5 separate regions of the Mus musculus genome follow, and all the other regions are linked to region 4. Evidence: chromatin contacts called from public HiChIP or PLAC-seq and promoter capture Hi-C data. All regions are on one chromosome and are shown on one strand. The core of a region is the stretch at or near the end of the contact, and the rest is flanking DNA. Distances in the headings are between cores, read along the strand shown. Region 1 overlaps Gsap (gamma-secretase activating protein). Region 2 holds the start of Fam185a (family with sequence similarity 185, member A). Region 3 overlaps Fam185a (family with sequence similarity 185, member A). Region 4 holds the start of Napepld (N-acyl phosphatidylethanolamine phospholipase D). Region 5 overlaps Ccdc146 (coiled-coil domain containing 146).

What was found. Promoter capture Hi-C pulls out the DNA fragments that hold promoters and counts their contacts. HiChIP or PLAC-seq counts read pairs in DNA pulled down with a chosen protein or histone mark. Capture Hi-C pulls out chosen DNA fragments and counts their contacts.
Region 1: a contact with region 4 is called in an H3K4me3 HiChIP or PLAC-seq map of bone marrow-derived macrophages, with 4 times the contacts expected there. The contact joins the enhancer-like site here to the promoter of Napepld in region 4. A contact is called at or near these places in 14 of 39 promoter capture datasets (the 3T3-L1 cell line, the C10 cell line, cranial neural crest and 9 more), 1 of 484 Hi-C or Micro-C datasets (uterus), 8 of 115 datasets of contacts at active chromatin or transcription factors (bone marrow-derived macrophages, cardiomyocytes, effector CD8 T cells and 5 more) and 3 of 9 other capture datasets (embryonic stem cells, liver and pancreatic islet).
Region 2: a contact with region 4 is called in a promoter capture Hi-C map of adipose tissue. The contact joins the promoter of Fam185a here to the promoter of Napepld in region 4. A contact is called at or near these places in 10 of 39 promoter capture datasets (the 3T3-L1 cell line, the C10 cell line, cranial neural crest and 5 more), 2 of 484 Hi-C or Micro-C datasets (CD4 T cells and large pre-B cells), 6 of 115 datasets of contacts at active chromatin or transcription factors (bone marrow-derived macrophages, effector CD8 T cells, forebrain and 3 more) and 3 of 9 other capture datasets (adipose tissue, liver and pancreatic islet).
Region 3: a contact with region 4 is called in a promoter capture Hi-C map of the C10 cell line. The contact joins the enhancer-like site here to the promoter of Napepld in region 4. A contact is called at or near these places in 11 of 39 promoter capture datasets (the 3T3-L1 cell line, 3T3-L1-derived adipocytes, the C10 cell line and 7 more), 1 of 484 Hi-C or Micro-C datasets (large pre-B cells) and 2 of 115 datasets of contacts at active chromatin or transcription factors (bone marrow-derived macrophages and pancreatic cancer cells).
Region 5: a contact with region 4 is called in a promoter capture Hi-C map of pre-B cells, with 2.4 times the contacts expected there. The contact joins the enhancer-like site here to the promoter of Napepld in region 4. A contact is called at or near these places in 5 of 39 promoter capture datasets (the 3T3-L1 cell line, the C10 cell line, the HPC-7 cell line and 1 more) and 1 of 115 datasets of contacts at active chromatin or transcription factors (pro-B cells).

What each region holds. Positions count from the first base shown.
Region 1 is chr5:21,268,870-21,271,569 of GRCm38.p6, reverse strand. It overlaps Gsap (gamma-secretase activating protein), which reads right to left. Exons shown (of 31, transcript NM_175437.3): 20 at 1,540-1,668; 21 at 956-1,014; 22 at 322-353. Among named protein-coding and RNA genes, the nearest start is that of Gsap, 84 kb to the right of the region's middle. Within about 2 kb of position 1,284, at least 44 of the 459 cell types and tissues checked have an H3K27ac peak or open chromatin away from gene starts, as enhancers often do. A contact at or near this core is called in bone marrow-derived macrophages and uterus, where this site is marked.
Region 2 is chr5:21,423,492-21,426,362 of GRCm38.p6, reverse strand. It overlaps Fam185a (family with sequence similarity 185, member A), which reads right to left and starts at 1,460. Exons shown (of 8, transcript NM_177869.4): 1 at 787-1,460. The coding sequence starts at 1,195. It overlaps Ccdc146 (coiled-coil domain containing 146), which reads left to right and starts at 1,686. Exons shown (of 19, transcript NM_029195.1): 1 at 1,686-1,798.
Region 3 is chr5:21,439,577-21,442,454 of GRCm38.p6, reverse strand. All of the region lies in intron 4 of Fam185a (family with sequence similarity 185, member A), which reads right to left. Among named protein-coding and RNA genes, the nearest start is that of Fam185a, 16 kb to the right of the region's middle. Within about 2 kb of position 1,389, at least 53 of the 459 cell types and tissues checked have an H3K27ac peak or open chromatin away from gene starts, as enhancers often do.
Region 4 is chr5:21,699,956-21,702,655 of GRCm38.p6, reverse strand. It overlaps Napepld (N-acyl phosphatidylethanolamine phospholipase D), which reads left to right and starts at 1,260. Exons shown (of 5, transcript NM_178728.6): 1 at 1,260-1,451.
Region 5 is chr5:21,316,752-21,319,451 of GRCm38.p6, reverse strand. Ccdc146 (coiled-coil domain containing 146) reads left to right here. Exons shown (of 19, transcript NM_029195.1): 8 at 1,239-1,466; 9 at 2,480-2,666. Among named protein-coding and RNA genes, the nearest start is that of Fgl2, 55 kb to the left of the region's middle. Within about 2 kb of position 1,296, at least 1 of the 459 cell types and tissues checked has an H3K27ac peak or open chromatin away from gene starts, as enhancers often do.

The sequences.
Region 1 (2,700 bases), core at 35-2,534, 430 kb after region 4:
GTGAGCACAGCTGGAGAGAAAGCAGCTCCTGCCAAGTATACCCTGTGGGTACAGCCAGCAGCCATGCTAATTAGATCAGCTGTGAGAGGAGAAGACCCAGAGACTCCTTCAGCAAAAACATACTTGGCTGCTGACCCTGGAGGTCCCAGTGCTAAGACAGACAGTAACAGAGCTATGTGGTCGTCCTGACAGGGTGAACTAAGAGCTGTTGCCATCCACTACTCTCCACTGTACTGCTGGGAATGATTTTCTTGCCAACCCATTGGTTAGGAAGAACAAGGTTGCGACCGAGATCCGACTTTAACACAGGTCTTTTCTTACCCAGTGTCCTCGTTTCCATGCTAGCAATCACCCTGCAAAGAAATTCTGTGTTATCTCCAACAGAAGCATCACTTTAAAAACTTCAAGCCACAGCACCATGCAGATGTTTCCCCTCTAAAGCCCCAAAAACCATGCAGAAACCATTCTCTGGCTACCTGAAAACTCAAAAACTTTAATCAGTGTACTGAAAGGAACATTAAGCAATTACGAATCTCAAAGCCCTTTAGAGCCAACAACAGCAATTATTTAGAAAAATTGCAGCTGTCAGTTATTGGAAATAACGAAGGCTAAAAACAGAACAGAGGCCGGACTGAGGCCTGCACTTTTAGTTCTCTGAGATGACTCATCTACCCAGAGAATATGCTTTCAAAATAAGAGCAAGTTCCACCAACCCAGCCCACCAACAATTAAAGCAAATCAAACTACTATGTCTTTCATTGCCAGTACTCACTTATAAAAGCCGACTTTACCATTATCCATCATAAGTGGTCCTCTATAGGGTGTGTGCCTATAGAAGTGTCTCCCTCTAGACACTCCAGCACCCAGTGGTCTACAGGAAGCCAAGGACAGCAGTTCCTTGAGAGTTGACCACACAGGCAGCCAGCCAGGTCCATGATAGCCAGATCATACTTACTTCATTGCGTTTTCAAGAATGTTCCTCACGTACATTGTGGATCTCCTTTTGCCCGTTCTCTAGGGGTGAGAACACGTCAGGATAATGGAAGGTGAGATTTTCCTGGATAGCTTTTTTTTATTAACAGCAAGAACAAATAGCAATCTATTAAAGGGTTTAAAAATAATATCATTTTCCATGTTAAGGAGAGCACATTTTTTTAAATTAAACTTTATTCTCAAAGAACTCTATGCAACAGTAGTACAGGGGTCCCTTGGACCCTTCATCCTCTCTCCATTAATGCTTCTATCTGATATAGCTGCACTACAATATCAAAATCAGGAAGTGGATATGCACAGTATGTGTCTAGTTCTATGCCACTCTGCCATGTGTGTAGATTTACGTACTACAGTGTACACTCATTGCTCTTCGACTATAAATGAGCCACATTTGCCTTCCTCCCCCTACTCCAATTTCCTCCTCTAAGAACAAACAGTATAGAGCAGTCCTCCCTGCCCACTGGGTTGTCAGTGAGGTGATGCGGGTGGTGACAGAGGACTGCGTGGCCACCATGGGCCAGCCTCCACTGCTAGCTGTGTGCTCACCTCTTCAGAGATCAGGTTATGCCATTCCCTCCTCACGACGCTGTTGTGATAGTGCAAGTGAGGTTTTGTATACTTAATGTACTCAAGGTTGGAGTTCAGCTTTGCCCAGTACCCCTTCAAGCCGTAGACCTGGAGACAAAAAAAAAAAAAAAAAAAAAAAAAAAGCATTAACTTGAACAGCAGGCACTGTCTGCCGTCCTGCAGCAGGGACCACATGCCTCACTCCATGCCTCTTGGGTGTTGGCATTTCCGAGCAACTCCATCTTTCACAGAACAGGGACACCCACGAGAAGTTGCAAATTGAGAGCCTAGCCTCTCCTCTTTTCTCTTCCCATTTACAATAGAGAGAACTACAATTCACTTCCCAAAACTAAGGACTTCCAAGTTGGTTGGCTCAGCAGGAAGCCATTTCCTCCCTGGAGAGCGATTCTCCTGGCCTGGGTGGTGTCACCACACTGTGTCCCGTCAGAAATGTACTTGTAACTCAGAACAACTGGAACAGGCTGGCTTCCCTTCTAGGCTTATTCACTTCCAAAACCCAGGAATCAAAATGATAACATAAACTCATTTCACAATAATTGTTAAATTCTCTCAAAAAACAGAATTAGTTGGCTTTTAAATCTTTGAATTATTAGTGACTGAAGAATATAACCACTTTTGAAATAATAAAACTCTATACTACTGTATATTTAATGTTGAAGGATATCATGATGATGTCTGTAGCTATGGGAGTCTGGTGAGTGCCATCATGGTGATGTCTGTAGATATGCGGGTCTGGTGAGTGCCATCATGGTGATGTCTGTAGATATGCGGGTCTGGTGAGTGCCATCATGGTGATGTCTGTAGCTATGGGAATCTGGTGAGTGCCATCATGGTGATGTCTGTAGATATGGGGGTCTGGTGAGTGCCATCATGGTGATGTCTGTAGATATGGGGGTCTGGTGAGTGCCATCATGGTGATGTCTGTAGATATGGGGGTCTGGTGAGTGCCATCATGATGATGTCTGTAGCTATGGGGGTCTGGTGAGTGCCATCATGGTGATGTCTGTAGATATGTGGGTCTGGTGAGTGCCATCATGGTGATGTCTATAGATATGGGAGTCTGGTGAGTGCCATCATGGTGATGTCTGTAGCTATGGGGGTCTGGTGAGTGCCATCATG
Region 2 (2,871 bases), core at 211-2,710, 280 kb after region 4:
TCCTAGCCCTGCCTACTTGTATTTAAGGTGGAAAGACACCTAAGGAAGCAAATTTCATAATGTCACCACGCACGGGGCCTTTGTTTGTTCAGTCACAGTATGTATCTTATACTTCCTTTACTTCAATGTCCTCATCTGAAACGGTGACAAAAGCATCCACCCTACCGAGCAACTGTGAGGGTTAATATAAAATAATTTTAGAAGAGGTAAACGGTGCTATTGCTATCATCAGCAACACCATCCTTCAGTTCCAGGAAGAATGAGAGCCCCAGAACCCTTTCTAGAAAAGTATGTGTGCTCAGCGGTTTGCATCTGGGAAATAAAATAACGGGACTCAGATGCCTAAGAAATACGTTTTGCAGGTACTATTATGAATTTCCCCAGACAGTCTTAACTATGTGTCTTGCTTCAAAGTTTGTATTCGCAGAGAATTTACTTATGCCTAAATGAATAGACATCTACCAACCTGGGTACCTGTTGGAAAGCAAGGTTTTTTGTTCGTTTGTTTTTGTTTTTGTTTTTCTAGATTAGCTGGAAGCATCTATACATAGAGCTGACGAGGGACCAGAGCCCCGAGATGTGGGCTACCAAACCACTGGATAGTTATCAAGAAACCTCAACCCTGAACGATGCTAATGACTGTGATGCTAATGGCTCCACAATGTAATTAGACTCAGATTATTCCAATACAAGCTTCCACTCGGCTTTAATTTTCCTCCTTAATTGGAAACCCAACGCTTAAACACTATTAGTTTTGTGACCCAAACCCTTTTTCACTTCACTTGCCAAATTTGACGGGCGCGTTCACCTCCACCGACGCCTGGGGGTCGATGTCGTCCGACAGAATGGCCATCTCCTGCCGATCAGCATCATACTTGACCTGCAGGCTGTCCAGGCCGCGCGCCACGTGCTCCACGCCGCACACCGCCACCTGCACGCGGTCGCCATCCGGGTGCGCAAGGGGATCCAGGGGCCTCACGGCCAGGTGGCAAGGGAGCCGCGCCCTCAGTCGCCCAAACGGGCTCACCTGCAGCGTCCACTCCCTCAGAGCCCCACGCGCCAGGCCGGCCCCAGAGTCATCGGGCGCTGATCCCTGCCGCTGCGCCCCACTGGAGCCGCAAGTCCGAGCCCCGAGAGCTCCGACCAAGGCGCCCGCCCGCACTCGGGACGCGCAAGGAGGGAGGCGGCCGAACATGCTCTCCCTTGGAACGCTTCAGCCTTGGCTCGCTGGTCCCGGGACCACAAGAACCACGAGCTGCCTCGGGTCAGTCACGAAGGGGACAGCATGCACGGCTCCGCCAAGGAAGAACGAGCCAGGCCCCCAGCACAGTACTTAACGCCTTAAATCCCGGTAGGAAAGTTAAAACTTCAAAGAGCCTAGTTGAAACCCTGACCTGGACAAGTCACCTATTTCCGCCCCTTTGGCGGAGGCCATCGGGATATGTAGTTTTAAAGGAGCCAAACATCAAGGTGTTCTGGTAACTGTGAAACTACATATCCCAGGAGACAGTGCGCTGAATACACAGACTGACAGCCGATTGGTAGAGGAGCCCCCGCTCCCCCCTCGTTGCTTTCCCGTTGCTTCAAGCCCATTGGCCAAGAGAGCAGAGAAAGAAAAAAAGTTAATGTAACTGACCAATAGGAAGAGTAGAAGGGACGGGATAAACTCAGCTGTGGTTACTTTGGATACCAAGGACGCGACTCTTAGGAGAGGGTGAAGTTTTGAAGTGAGACCCCAGGGACCAAAACACACGGAGAAAAATAAGAGTTTAAACAAGGATCAGGACCAAAAGAAAGGGTAAGAAACAGCATGTTTATAGATGGGAATCAGATTCAAAGTTAGGAATACTTTCTTTAGGTAGTTAGAACCAAAGGTCACCAAACTAATGTGGATTCCCTGGGAATAGAGAATCCCCCTCACAAGAGACCTTAGCATGAGAGGACAGACACGTTCTGTTGCTTTCTCCCTTCTCTGTCCTTTAAGGGAACTCCCACTTAGGTAAAAAATACTAGATAGAAAAAGTGTTAGAAGCCAGGTATGGTGGCGCACGCCTTTAGTCCCAGCACTCAGGAGACAGAGGCAGGTGGATTTCTGAGTTCGAGGCCAGCCTGGTCTACAGAGTGAGTTCCAGGACAGCCTGGGCTATACAGAGAAACCCTGTCTCGAAAAAGAAAAAAGAAAAAAAAGGAAAAGAAAAAGTGTTAGAATTCTGGCTCTTTCTTAACTGTAAGTAGTAATCTTAGGCCAGTCATTGGATGCCTTTGGGTTTTACTATTTGCTTATAAAATGATGACACTATCTTCCTTGTCTTGTGTAGAAGTTTTTTTTTTCGTTTTTACCACATTTATCAAATGAAACAATGGACAACAAAGCAGTGCACAGTATACAAAACAAAGTATTTTAGGAATGGCATATGTCTACGTTGCTAAGAGATTTGGAGACATTTGAACTTGGTTAGAGGACAGTCTTGATCTCTTTCCCTGCAACTGGTCCTTGGCCTTAATGGTAAAATAAAATCTCTCTCTCTCTCTCTCTCTCTCTCTCTCTCTCTCTCTCTCTCTCTGGATCATAAGACTTGTTAGGGGATGTCAGAATTTTTTCCTGGTCCTGTTGTATTATCTATGGCACAAGAAATGTTTCTTCAGTTTTGATATAAGACAGACTGTGCTAAATAACTCTATAAGTTAACTCTTTTTTTTATTATTCAGTAGGCAGTAAAGATAATGGGAAATGGGGGGTGTGGACATTATTTCAGCCATATTTGCCTATTCTTCTCCCCATTCTACAAATAATTCCCTAAATTCCTTACATACAGATTTAACTAATTGCAAGTCCAGTGTGATGGTGTTCACTTGTAAGTTTTCAGAGTT
Region 3 (2,878 bases), core at 140-2,639, 260 kb after region 4:
GTGTTGTGTTACTATGCTGTGTCCAGAAGCCATCTTGATGTCTGTGATTGCAGCTGCATCAGTGGGCCTTATCTGGGTCTGTGGCCCTACAGCAACTGGGAGCCCTGTTAGTGGTCTGTGTTGACATTAGAAACTATGGGACCATGCTCCTATGATCCATAAAGCGTAAATAAGCTACTTTTGCAGTGATATAGATGACTGCAGATACAGTTGAGAAAAAGGGACATGGAAGACTTCTGTGACAACCCCTCCCTTCCTCCCCAAATAGCAACAGCCTAGACAGGAAGCTGTCATAGAGAACTCTTAAGAACTGTGATAGGACGCTGGAGCATTGCCCTCCATGAGAGATGACTTCCAGCAGGGACTGGAAGGACTCAGCTTTATTTAGAGAGTAGGCCCCTGAGAGTTTGACCATGCCCCAGTGAGAATACAGAGAACATAAACTGATCTTTATTTTTTTGCTGTGGGGGAGGTCATTAGAGTGAGGGGCAGGAAAGGACTGGGAAGTCCTTGGTAGGGGTGTATGATGTTAAATCCTCAATCAAAGAATTAATAAAAATATTATGTTGGAAAAAAAAGTTTAGGATATTAAGCTTAAATATAGTCAATATTTTTATGGTGTGTGTTATACAACCATCTGCTGAGAGGGTGAGAACAAGGAATTCACTGAAATATATGTTCAGGGTCTTACTAGGATGACCCTTACTGCCCCTCCATCCATCCCACCTTGATACTTTAAGCTTCAACAGCACGTTCCTAAAAGCTCTTGGAACAAGGATGGAGGCCAGGTAATCACAGGAGAGGGAGCAAGCGATGTTGGTTTACCTAAGTGATTTAAAATAGTCAAAGCACTGGGTGTACACAATGAGTTAGAGTCTCTTTCTAATCTCTTTCCCTGTACTGGAAAACAAACAGAGCTAAGGACCAAGGGATGGAGGGAGAAACTGGCTGAATAACATGGAAGTAACTGAATAAAATTCCCCTCCTATTCCTGCTTACTCATGCACCAACGCTATAAAAGGAGTTGTGAGATAGTTGCTTTGACACAGAGTGACAATGGACAGCACCAGCAGATAGGTGGGAGGGGACTGAGGAAGTGAAACAGAAGTCCTTCCACTCAACTGTGCATTCTTTAAAGACGGCTACCATTTCCTGCACAACTCTGCACTCCTGGCTCCTAGATACCTGGCACACGGTAGCCAGTCAATAAGTGCATTCAATGAATACATTTAACCGTAGCAGAGGCTATGATTCATCATGTAGAGCCTCCTTTATACCTGAAGGGCTTTTGTTCATAGATGCGGAGAGAACTGCTGGCACACAGCCCTTTGAGGACAGCCCTCTTCGGAAACTGCTTCAACTGAACACAGCCGTCTTGGCCCAAGATCACACTCCTTCCTGGAGCAGCTGGGATCTAATGACCTGGGATATAAAACTCCAGTTTCCCTCACTATAACTTGAGGCAACTCTGAGGAACCTCGCCAGCTTCAGAGCTGTACTTGGGACTGCTGAAAGTCTATCATAGTCTGCCTTCTCCATGGAGATGGGGCTTCTTGCCCTGACATGGCATGGGGCCCAAGAAGTCTCTCCAGTAAACACTGCATTCTTATTTCCATCTCAGTGTTCTCTCAGGGAAACCCTACCTACGGCAACAGTGCATAAGAGACTTATTTAAACCGTGTAAGGAAGTATACTTGACTTCATATTAAAGCCAATAAATGTTCAAAGACTGTAGAAAACAAAACTCTTATAACTAGCAATATTTATTTCAGCTACATTAATCATTAGATCTAGAAATGTGTTCAATTAGTGGTAAATTTCCCCAAATTCCATTCTACCTGTCTAAAATGAAAGAAATAAAATATTTAAAAAGCATTAATGTATTGAATATGAACATGGCGTAAAGCAGAATAGAAAACAGTTGTTTTTCCTGCAGTGTTGGTCAATCAATATCTATCTTGGTAGGGAACTGTTTTACACCAAAACTTACTTGTATATTATTTATAATACTAATATGTCTTTTCTACCAAATGCAATATAAGCTATATCAGACCAGAATAAATAAATAAGTAAATAAATGCAGGTTTAATTGGCACAACTCCCCAGTTGATTACAGTCCCCAAGAACAGGGCTGAGGAAAGGCAGGGAAGTTTTCTAGTTCTCAGGTGAGGTGTGATGACGTGTGAGCCAGGAGCATGGTCAGAAGCTAGGCAGCTGGGAGGGCATTTGGGTAGGTGGTCATGTCAGAAGGCACGTTGCACTGGCTGCCAGGAGTGCCTTTTGGACACTTTCTTTAGAGTTATTTCAGTGCGGACTGGGTTGGGAGAAGGAGGGCAGATGGCTTTTCCCAGCTTGTGCTTGAGCAGGGGTGAGCGGTGGGCTCCAACCAAACAAATGCCTTAATTATGATCCCATAGAAGTGTAATGCTTATTAAAAGTCATTTAAAACATGAAATTACAAATTATTACTACTCACTACTGCAGTACTACTCATGTAGAGCTCTGCTCTACTTTAGGTTCAATACATGTTATCAATGTAGGGACTGTTGAGGCTCAGTCATTGAGTTGAGGTGCAAAGGTTATTCTAATTACCTACGTACACTGTTTTTTTTAAACAGAAGACTATTTGCTGATGTGTTACTTGCTAGCATGACTAGCAGTAACCACGTTCTAATACAACTTAATAAGTTGTGCTTACTTCTAAAACGTGGGAGTGCTGCCAAAATGTATAGACACTGATATCCAGCCTTACTAAGAAGTGAAATGAGCAGGCCATGCATGGAAAAATGTTCAAGCCCACACTTCCTGGAGAAGGCCCAGCAGACACTTAGCAGATGTGCACAGACTGTTCTGTTGTCAAGGATTAAGTGGCTCTTAA
Region 4 (2,700 bases), core at 11-2,510:
GTGTGTCTTCCCTTCTTTTTTAAAATTTGCTAATGCATGTCGAGAATTATTCAGCCCCACCCAGGCGCAAAAGAGCTATCAGGAATAAACTTTAAACTTTTGCTAGTTTTACACTTAAAACTAGCAAAAGGAAAACAATCAGTTACAACTGCAAACTACCCTGAGGAAATCAAGTATACATCGATAGTGTCCTGCAGTATTAGATAGCTATAGTCACTTTCTAAATGCATTATAGTTTGGTTTGCATATTCCTAGCGTATCTGTACTAATGCCTGGTCTTTCTTTTCTTTTTGCTAACACAATCTCAGACACAATCTATTTAGTTCTGGTCTATGAATATATCTCACAAAGACCTTCAAGAGTATTTAAACTGTCAGCCTATCTATTTACCATTGAATTCTGTATGACTTTGCAAGTTATCTCTTGAAATAATTTCAACCAGTTAAGAATTTCAGAATTGTAATTTTATGTTTTGATCTTATCCTGAGATTTCAAAAAGCCAGACATTTAGAACATTATATGCCGAAGGCTGACATAATTTAAAATGTAACTGAGTACACAAGGTAGTGGAGCCATTTATACTCAGTACTCACTATATATAATCAGTGTCTGTAACCGAGCTCTTTAGTCAAGACTGTCAGTGCTGTTGTACATAGTGGGCCACGACAGGCACATTGGGCAACCAGATTCTTCTGGGTTTAGCAACTGTCAAGGAATGAGCTCACGTGACCTGGAAGGCTGGGAGCCAAACTGGTCAGAGAGCTTTGCGGTATCAGTTCTGCTCGCTGCGCGGACTTTACCAAGATGGCCTCGAGGCCTCTGCGCCTCTGTCCTCCGGGGCAGCCATCTTGGTAAAGGCCAGGCAGGGGGTGGCTCCCGGTATGACCCGGCTGCAGCCTGGGACCGCATGGTCAGAGACGACCGCCACCAAAGATGGGGAGGCGGCGCGTGCTGAGGCGCTGCGTGCAGCTGTTGGTGTCCTCAGCGGAGCTGGGGTGGCCGGGCCGAGGGAGGAGAGACGCGGGAGGAGGGCGTAGAGCGGCTGGGCCCGCAGAGCCGAGGCCCTCAGGCGAGGAGACGCGACGCAGCGCGCGCCTGCCTGCGCTCCGCGCAAGGTGAGCCCGCCCCTTCGCTCCACCCTCGCAAGATGGCTCCGCCCCTCGAGCTTCCGCTCCGTCCAGCAGCCTCGCTTCATCCCGCCCTCTAACCAACTCCGCCCCCCGCCTTCCAGCGCCGCCCACCGGCATGGCCCCGCCCACATACAGCGCGCCGCCTTCCCGGGAACCTGAGCGCCTGCGGGTGAGCCTCCCTGCTGTTAGCCTGGATCTTCGCGGGAGGCGGTTCGGCGACCGCGGTTCCTTTTCGTTGGTTTGCTCCTTAGTCTCGATATCTGCGTGGAACAGCCTTTCTGGGGCTGTTCGGATACCTCGGTGAAGTGCAGCGGGTTTCGAGTAGGTTTCTAGCACCCAAGCCCTGCCTCCTCCTGGAGATGCACTTGTGAGTGGCAGGCTTCTTTTGAATTACCGCACCTCTGGAGTTGCGGAGCTTGCATCTCTGGATCCGCTTACGTGAAGAGCCACCGCGTTTTTAGGCGCCCAGAGGGAAGTAGCTGTATTTGGGATTTAAGATCTACCCTTCCTGCTGCAGACTCCCTGGTTACAGCTCCACGATAGGAATACAAGTGGGTGTATCTTCATTTGGTTGTATGTAAATGAATGGGGTCCACAACTTGCTCAGAGCAACTTATTTCAGCTTCGGTGTAGTATTTATGTCCTAAAAAAATCCATCCCCAAAGCATTATTGCCGTTTTTCTTAAAGTAAGAGTAACTTATTTAACCACAGAATGAATAAAAGTACGAGGCGGGATTAGAGAAGGATGGCAATAGACCTTTTTCTTTCTTTTCTTTTTCCTTTTCTTTCTTTTGTACTGTGTTTGCTCATTAGATCGGCTATTCTTGATGGCGGTTCATATGGACTCCTCTTCCCAAGGAGCGCGGTATGAACCCGGTTGTTGTGAATATGCGTTCAAGGTCTCCAGTGGAACCTGGATAATGTGTACTAACAGTCAGACCCAGAAAACATTAAGGGATTGAGAAAAGTCAACAACATAAAAAAAAAAAAGTCTGGGATTCTTGCTTTGCCCTTACTGTAGGCTGTTTATACGTTGTTATGCTGTGACTTGCATGGGTGGTTTTGGCTTAGCATGAAGTCAGAAAGCCACTTTTGCAACACACTTCTCTTAAATTAAGAAATAATTTTCATCTTTATTAACAGATGGACGTATAACAGTTCTGTTTTGTCACATTGGGTAGAAGTTAGTGGTAACAACATGATTTAGAAAGAAGTTACATAATCTTTAAAAGGGTGATTACTTGTATCTTACAACAGTCTAATTAAAAAAAATAGTTTGATTTTTGTTGTAAGGAAATGTTAGCTCTGTTAAAGATTTAGGGCAAAAATGTGCATTTAAAATCAGAATCTAAGAGGAATCGAGGGTTTGAAATGGGTGTAAGTCAATTGGAAATACAGTCATAATTTTCAAAGATTTTATTTTGTTAATATTTTTACAGGCTTCATCCCTTCACGAATTATATAGCAAGTGTCCAAGAGACAAACATCTCTAGTGTATTTATCATGTTTCCTTTTCCACCCACAATTCCAAACTCGATCAGACAGATTCTGATTCCAAAACTGATGATT
Region 5 (2,700 bases), core at 47-2,546, 380 kb after region 4:
ACAAGTTATAATCTTGAAAATACCTGATCTTGGTCCCATATGGGCTCTATGATTCATGTTCTTTAAAAGAAAATAATACAGCAAATGATAATAATTCTATTTCAACTTATAAATTCTGTTTCTATGGAGACCACCAGTGACTTCATCAAGGCTGGGGATTAACCATTTGAACTTAAATTTCATGGTCCCAAATGATGCTCAGACAACCGCAGCCCAAATGATGGCAATTCCTCCCTTTGCATAGATTCACCCTCAGACAACTAGAGCAGACTTGAGTATGAAGATTGCTGAGAAGCTCTTAGGATTTCAGTGATCAAAAAGAAATACAAGATTGGTGCATATAAAAATATTCTTGAGAAATAACGTGATTACTCTAGAAACTGCTCTTAAAAGAATACAGGAAAATGGAGCAGTGGTGATTCTAAAACCCAAGGTCACCAGAAGGGAAGTTAATGGAGTCAAGTCTGGTCCTGGAGGCTAGTCACAATGGGAGCAGAAACCACAGGTGACAGAGTGCCATCTGAGGAGAAAAGAGAATGGGCAAATGCCTGTTTTCAGGAGCATTCTAGGAAGTTATCCCCTGTCCCTCCCTCCCCTCTCCCTTTCCTTCTCCTTCTCCCTCCACCTCTGTCCTCCCCTTTCCCTCCCCCCTCCCCCCCCCCCCCTCTCTCTCTCTCTCTCTCTCTCTCTCTCTCTCTCTCTCTCGTGATGAAATACCCTGACAGAAAACAACTTAGGGAAGAAAGCAGTTTATTTCAGCTTACATTTCCAGAACACAGTCCATCATCGAGTGGATATCAAAGCAGGAATTTCCAACAGTAATCATGACACACATAGTCAAGAGCAGAGAGATGGGAAAGAATTTATATGCTTCTGCCTGCTTGTACTCAGCTTGATCTCTTCCCTCTTATACAATTTAGGATCTCCCTGCCTAAGGAATGGTGCCACACACAGTGGGCTGTGTCTTCCCACATCAATTTACTTAAGACAGTCTCCCACAGACAAGCTCATTGGCCAACCCAATGGAGATCATTCCTCACTGAGAATCTCTTCCCATGCAATTCAAGTTGATGAAGAAAGCTAACAATCACACCTCCAAGTATCTCCTATCTTTGACCTTTACATCCTTCTAAGCTCAGTAAACTTGTGACTAGTATATTTTTGTCTGATAATAGGTAGAGACAGCATGAACTCAAAATAAGCCCTCTTACTTCTGCTTCTGTGTGTACTCCCTACAGAGAAACAGAGAAGAAAAATATTGTCTTGGAATCTGAGTTGAAAGAGCTAAGTGACTCTTTAAAGAAGCTTGAAAACAAAGTCAACACTCTTGCGGAAGAAAGGGATGACATAATGAAGGAAGTTGAGGGCAAGCGAACCTTACTAGAAGTCAAAGAACGAGAGTATGGCCAACTGCTTAAACTATTGGAACTAACCAAAGAGAACGAAGCCTCCTCGCTAGCTGAAAGGTTGCTTATATTTCTGCACATTCTGTCATTTAAATTTTAATCAATGATGTCCTGAAGATTCAAAATATTACCAATTGATTGTATGCTGTTTCAATAACAAGTTGTAGAATTATAAGTCAATTTTTAACCATTAATTAAATGTACCATCAAAGCACTTTGAAATATTTTTCCTATTCTTTAATTAAAATTTCCTCAATTCTATGATTCTGAACTTAGGAATAAAATCTATTGTTGACTGTAAGTTTATGGGGAACTATATTGCTGAAATATGCAAGTAATTCAGACACTTGCCAATCAGTGAGTAGTATTTCTGACATAATCCCAGCATTTTCTGGATGAGGGAGATTTCATGGTGTGATTCCATACTGGAATATTTTACTTCCGACTCTGTGTATGTGTGGGTGGGGTATCCACATGTATTCATGAGCTCATAGAAATCAGAGGCCAACCTCTGTGTCATCCACCTTGTCTTTTGAGACAGAGCCTCTCCTTAGGACCTCGGACTCCCTGATTAGGCTAGGCTAGCTGGCTAGTGAGCTCCAGAGATCTGGCTGTCTCTGCCTCCCCAGCACTCAGATTACAAGTGGGTTCTATCAGTTAAAGCTTGTTACATGGATATAGGGGGCTCAAATCCTGTTTGTGTGGCAAGCCTTTTCCAACTATAGACTCTCCTATCCCCTGACTTTTCTTAAATGCTAGAGGTTGAACCTGGGACTTTGCCCTGGTAGGCAATTGCTCTACCACTGGCCTTTACTTTATTTCTTACGTTAAAGTAAAATTTCAAGGAAGGAAACTCGAAACCCATGACTCCCCAGCCTATCATTACATTTAATTTATAAGATTATACTTCTAAATGATACCAACACACAAAAGTAGCTGATTTGGGTTTCACTTATGGTTTATGGTTGTAATGTGAAAAAACTTCTGTGTATAACCTTGAGCATGCTGTCTTTGATAAGCTTAGAAAACTGTATAAGACAAGTCACTTTGATCTTCACGCTTGATCTGAACAGAGGGATCTTGGATATCAATCTACGGAACTGTCTCATCGACAAGCAGAACTACCATGATGAACTTTCTCGTAAGCAAAGAGAGAAAGAACGAGATTTTCGGAATCTGAAGAAGACAGAGCTGCTCCTGAAAGTGTCTTTGGATGCGCTCACTCAGGCACAAGCCATGAATCAAAGGCTTCTACTAGAGGTGGATATGAAAACACAACATCTCCATTTGTTTA